Regions from separate parts of the Mus musculus genome. Here region 2 is linked to region 1. A link is a contact called in public promoter capture Hi-C data. All regions are on one chromosome and are shown on one strand. Each heading gives the region's core, a stretch centred on a gene start, on an enhancer-like site or on the middle of the called end of the contact. The rest is flanking DNA. Distances are from core to core; before and after follow the strand shown.

What was found. Promoter capture Hi-C pulls out the DNA fragments that hold promoters and counts their contacts.
Region 2: a promoter capture Hi-C map of liver shows a contact between it and region 1, with 3 times the contacts expected there. The contact joins the promoter of A930038B10Rik here to the promoter of Syt15 in region 1. A contact is called at or near these places in 2 of 39 promoter capture datasets (both in liver) and 2 of 115 datasets of contacts at active chromatin or transcription factors (embryonic limb bud and embryonic stem cells).

What each region holds. Positions count from the first base shown.
Region 1 is chr14:34,218,526-34,221,428 of GRCm38.p6, forward strand. It overlaps Syt15 (synaptotagmin XV), which reads left to right and starts at 1,521. Exons shown (of 8, transcript NM_181529.4): 1 at 1,521-1,655; 2 at 2,468-2,663. The coding sequence starts at 1,649.
Region 2 is chr14:34,758,799-34,761,498 of GRCm38.p6, forward strand. A930038B10Rik (a long non-coding RNA gene) reads left to right here and starts at 1,397. Exons shown (of 5, transcript XR_001781218.2): 1 at 1,397-1,474.

The DNA of each region.
Region 1 (2,903 bases), core at 271-2,770:
GACTCTTGGTCAAAAAGATTTTTAAAAAAAACTTCTCAGTTTAACAGTTTTTGTAATCCATCCAGCCTTGTGCTTTTATGCCTGATCTCTTAAGTGAACATTGGCGTCGCTCAAAGAAGGCTCTATGTTGAACATAGCAGTCATCTAGGATGGTAGAGCAAAGCTGAGTGAACTGGAACTGTTAAACTTAATTCCACCCTGGCCTTTCTACTCCCCTTCCTCTCAGCAACTGTCCTGGCAACACAGTGAGATTGGAGAGTCCAGGGCTCAGAATGATCAAGGAGATGCTGAGGCTTCTCCAAGCCCCTCACCTTTCCTCCCAGCTGTGCGTTAGACATCCGTATGTGTTAGTTCCTACTGCTGCAATGACAGCAGTGCCAAGGTCAGAGGCTGAGGTGTGCCTTCGTGGTAGTCCCGACCTGGAGGTCCAGTATACTAGGAGAGGTTCCAGAATGTCACTAATTAGGGACAGCAGACTGCAGCTCTGGGACCTCTGTCCCCAGGAGGTAAAGGTTCACAACTCACCCTGCCTTGCCTCAGTAGAGCCTTCCCACCAACCCACCTACCTATGCGGCCTTCCACCCTTCGGCAGACACCACACCAGCACCTCTGGACACCCAGCAGTAAAGTTTCATCTTTGGGTGTTACGTCTATGATTGTAAATCACAAGACGGACCATCCCTTCCCCATTTCCTTAGGCTCCCCTCTTACAGATGCCACTGGGCCTAAGACTTGAACTTTACACACCTTCCCAGGGAAGTTCTACAGGAGTGGAGAAAGGGTGCTCGCTGAGGGTGTGAACTCACAGGTAGGAATCCTTGGAGATCCCTGCAGAGCCCCTAGGGGAAGCCTCTCATCATCAAAACAGCCAGATAAAAATCACCATGACAACCCTATATAGAGAAGATCCAGTTAATGATCACCTGGGTCAGATTGTCACCTTGGTAGCGGCCATCCCTTACACACTTTTTAAGTCACCGCTAAGACTGTCAAGGTGGTGAGAGCCTCTGATGTTCACTTGAATGCTCTTGAGGTGTTAGTGCTAACCTAAGTGAGAACGGCTTGGGCAAGAAATTGGGAGTGACAGATCGGGTTGGAAACCTGGACATCTGGCCTTGTGGAACCTGAGTTCCACACAGCTGCTGGGACAACTAGACCGGTAGGTCTGTGCACAGGAGCCAAACCGGGTTGGGGTCTAGAAGGAGGTGCAACTCAGCTCTCGAAGGACATCAGTGGAAGACCCTGACCGCAGGCTCCGCGCATGCCAGAGCCACCTTGTCCACTGCCAGACGCTGGTGAAGAAGGCTCTGCTCTACCCTCAGTGATGGGAGTGACTCCGTACCTGGCAGGGGCCGCAGGAAGCTGCTCGTGCCTCTGGCAAGGGCCCCTAGGACCTACCCCTCCCGCTTTCCGGACTTGCAGCAGCGCCTCCGAGCCCCTCCCGGGCCAGGGCCAGCACCAGGGCGGGGCGTCGCTGTGACCTGGGGCGCTGGAGCCCTGCCTCCCGGCCACCCCGCATCAGTCTTCACTTTCTGGAGGCTGCAGTGCGGAGACTCTCGGCGCCCGCCTGCCCGGGCCCCGCGCCGCGCTGTCCAGGCAGCAGCCTAAGTCTTAGAGCACGGGAGCCGCGCCGCCCAGGAGCTACCGGATGGCAGGTAAGTGACCTCACCTCCTATCCCTGTCTTAGGGCGTGGAGTCTACTCTCTGCCAACAGTTCAAATACTTGTCTCGACCCTGCCAACCTCGGAAATGGAGTAAAAGGTGTAGCTAGCTCTTCTCAGACAGTTACCGTTATGATGTGTATGGGTCCCGCCTTCTCAAGCATCTATCTAGAACCCTGAACCTGGGAAAACCCACACCCGCCGGTCTCTGCAAGTGAGACCAAGCCTCTAAGCTTTGTTGATAGCTCCAGGCATAGCCTCCAAAGTCCCTGAAAATGTGGGAGTCCAAGGATCTCCATTTTTTTTTAAATCAGCCTAACGGGTTACAATAGGCTTCACTGCCTGCCACCTCCCACCGAAAGCATGGGTTCCCTTGATAGAGGGCAGGGTCGGGGAAGAGACTGACTGGACACTGACTACAGATCTTGGAGTGTGTGGGGACTCCCATCTGATTCCAGGTCTCCCCACCACCACCAACCCCCAAAACTGAGCTCTGCCAAGCCACGGGATAGCAATTCCTTCCTGGACTTAAGTGCATGGCACCCACACCCAAGTTCACATCCAAACCCTAGCAGGAACCCTGGGAAGGTTTGCTTTCTACTCTGGAGCACAGCCGCCACCAAGTGCAGGGCCAACTGTTCCCAGGGGAAATCTTTTGGGCTGAGACCAGCAAACATTTTACTTATGTGCCGTTCCTGGGTTGGGGCACTGTCTAACTCTGCTCACTCCCAAGGACAGAGTTGTGTGAGTTGGTGGGTGGCTTTCCTCACCCGGCTCACAGCCTGCACTGGTGGTCTCTGCCTCAGAGCAGCTGGCCTTCCTGATAGGAGGCATCATTGGAGGGCTGCTTCTGCTGATCGGAGTGAGCTGCTGTCTGTGGAGGAGGTTTTGCGCCACCTTCACCTATGAGGAACTGCCAGAGACGTCAGACCCGGCCACCATCTCTTACTTCAGCAGAAAAGAGGACAGGCTCTACCAGTATTCTGGGACCCCACCTGGCAGGTAATGTTCTGGGCCTTTCTTTCTCTAAGGCTTTGCTCAGATTTTTGCTAGTGGGACAGGACAAGGTGGCAAAGCAAAGTTTTGTTGTGGGGTGCCTCTCTCAGGCTGTCAGCATGCTGGAAACTATGCCAAGAAACCCCAGAAACCTCACAACAAGCTGGAGGCAGGCGCTGTAACCCCATTTTCCTGCTGGCAAAACTGATTCCGAGGATATAAAAAACAAGCCCAGATACCACAACT
Region 2 (2,700 bases), core at 147-2,646, 540 kb after region 1:
CACCTGGATTCCATCCCTGTCCCATAAGGCAGAAGGAGAGAACTGATACCCTCAAGTTGTCATCTCACCTCCACGTGCAAGCCACGCTGTGTGCATACTCATGTGCACATACACAATCAATCAATCAATCAATCAATCAAGGTAATAAAAATAATTTCACATGTATATATAAAAAATATCTTATGTCTGTATGGTTGTACACTTGACAAAATAAATCTGATAGCCTATGGCTTAGGCACAAAATAGGTAGGACATTCGGGAGGCAGAAAGGATTCTGGGAGCCAGGAGCAGGAGATTTGCCTGGGAAGATGTAACAAGACAGACACATGGTATCTGAGCACGGGTGACTAGTCACATGGCAGAATATAGATTAAAATAAACGGGTAATCATAAATTATGACCTACTCAGATAAGAACCTAGTTATATGGCCAAGATATTTATAAATATATTTTGAGCCTGAGTCTTAATTCCTGGGAGCATGGGGCTGGGAGGTAGAAAGAACCAGGACAAAACTTCTACACAGGTGTAAAGAGGTCACGGGTGGAGAATGTTTCAGAAGCCCTCCCTCAGCAAGTGAGATCATTGTAATTCCATTATCATCTGAGTGTTGCACCCTACGCTGGTCCTGCACACCATCGGTCTCAGAATATGCTGACTTGGAAACGAGCCTTATGTGATCTTCAGCTGCTGCAGGTAAGGCTCCCTTCTTGTTGCTCTCACCAGCTTCACATTCATGGTGGGGAGAGCCTATCATGCCCAGTTAGACTCACACAGAGGCAGAAAGGACCAGGATTAAATCCATATCTATTCGATGCCCAAGCCGGTTCCGGCACCCCGATCCCTCCTCCTCTGGTGGTATTACTTCTTGTTGGTTCCCGAGTCACCCCATCCAGAGTTTGTTGATGTCAGGAAACTGGTTTTGTTCATGTTTCAATACACAACATGTTAGGAGTGTAGCTTAGAATAACTTTATCTTGACCAGTTGCTAAAAATAAATTCCAATTTGTCTTAGCAAGGAAAATCCCATTTAAGGATCTAGAGAGCTGTGTTCAATGATGCAGGCTCAGAATCTCAGCACTTGGGAGACTGATTCTGCAGGATTGTGGTTCAAAGCAGACTGGGCAAATCAGGGAAACACTGGCATACACACATAAAAGAAAATGAAGTCCCAAAGAAGCGGTAATTTGAAGCATTAACACTCTAGGAAGATTTTAGTTAAGAAAAACAAGATTAATCTGAGAGGCTACCTCCAGGTTGAGTGACTGATAATGCAATTTGTGTGTCGGACAGACTTCCCTGACTAGTCAGAAAACTAAGCAAATTATTAACTTAGAGGTAGCAAAACTACAGGAGAAAGTCAATGTGACTTATTGGGTAATATTTATACAGCTGAAAGAGTGAACATTGGACAAAGGTGACCTTAAAATAATCTTCTAAGGGGGACAGTCAATGGAGAAACCTAGAAAACCTGGGGTAAGCATCATGTTTAGAAGAAATAGTTCAAGGACCTGGGTGGACACTGCTTAGGACCTCACTGAAAATCTCTCTCTCTCTCTCTCTCTCTCTCTCTCTCTCTCTCTCTCTCTCTCTGTGTGTGTGTGTGTGTGTGTGTCTCTCTTACTCCCTGCCACCCTCTTTCCCTCCCTCTCTTTCTCTGTCTGTCTCTGTCTCTCTGTCTCTCTCCCTTTTTCTCCTCCCTCTCTCTCTTTGTCTCTCTCTTCCTCCCCCTCTCTTCCTCTCTTTCTATCCTTCCCCCTCTGTCTCTCTGTCTCTGTCTCTGTCTGTCTCTCCCTCTAAACCTCTCCTCCTCTCCCCCACCTTCTCCTTCCCCTCTCCTTCCCCTCCGTTCCCCATTCCTCTCTCTTTATCTCCTTGACAGAGGGTTTCAGCCCTGCTGGCCTCAAATTTGCTGTACAGTAGAGACTGACCTTGCATTTCCGATTCCCCTCCCTCTACTCTCCAAATGCTGTGATTACAAGTGTGTGGCACTACACCTGTCCTTTCACTGTTAAAGCTTTTGGCATTTGAACCTAAACACTTGTTTGTTGAGATGGAATCTTATAGTCCAGTCTGGTCTAAAGCTCTTGATCTTCCCACCTTAGCCTCCTGGTGCTGGGATTTGTTATAGATTTGTGCCACCCCTGACCCCTGACAACACACATAAAACTGATCTTTATAGCCATGCCTGCTGACATACAACTGCAATGCCAGTTACCCAGGAGGTGTGAAAGGGTAGATGGGACAATAGATCAGTGGTAGGAAGTTTGCCTAATATGCATTGAGGCCCTGGGGTTCATCCCAGGACTGTAGCACTGTATTACCACCACCTAAACAAACAAACAAACAAACATACATACATACAAACAAACACTTCTCTGGAACTTAGGTTTAGACATTTAGTATCGTCAGTATGTCTGGGCCTGGCTTTGGGGTGGAACCCACATCCTGAGTTGAACCCGTAGACCATGAACAGGTTTCTAAACTACTTGAGCATGTATTTTTGCATGACTGGCCATGTGAGCCTTCAGATGGCATTTGGTGACTGAATTGAGATAGTAGAGGACAAATTTGGGAGGTTACAGTTGTCAGCATTTTAGATAGTTGCATGGCATCCCGTGGAAAATGCAACAGCAAGAACCAAATACCACAGGCATGTGCACCACTTCTCCAGCCTCTTCTACTTCACACTTCTGTCATCT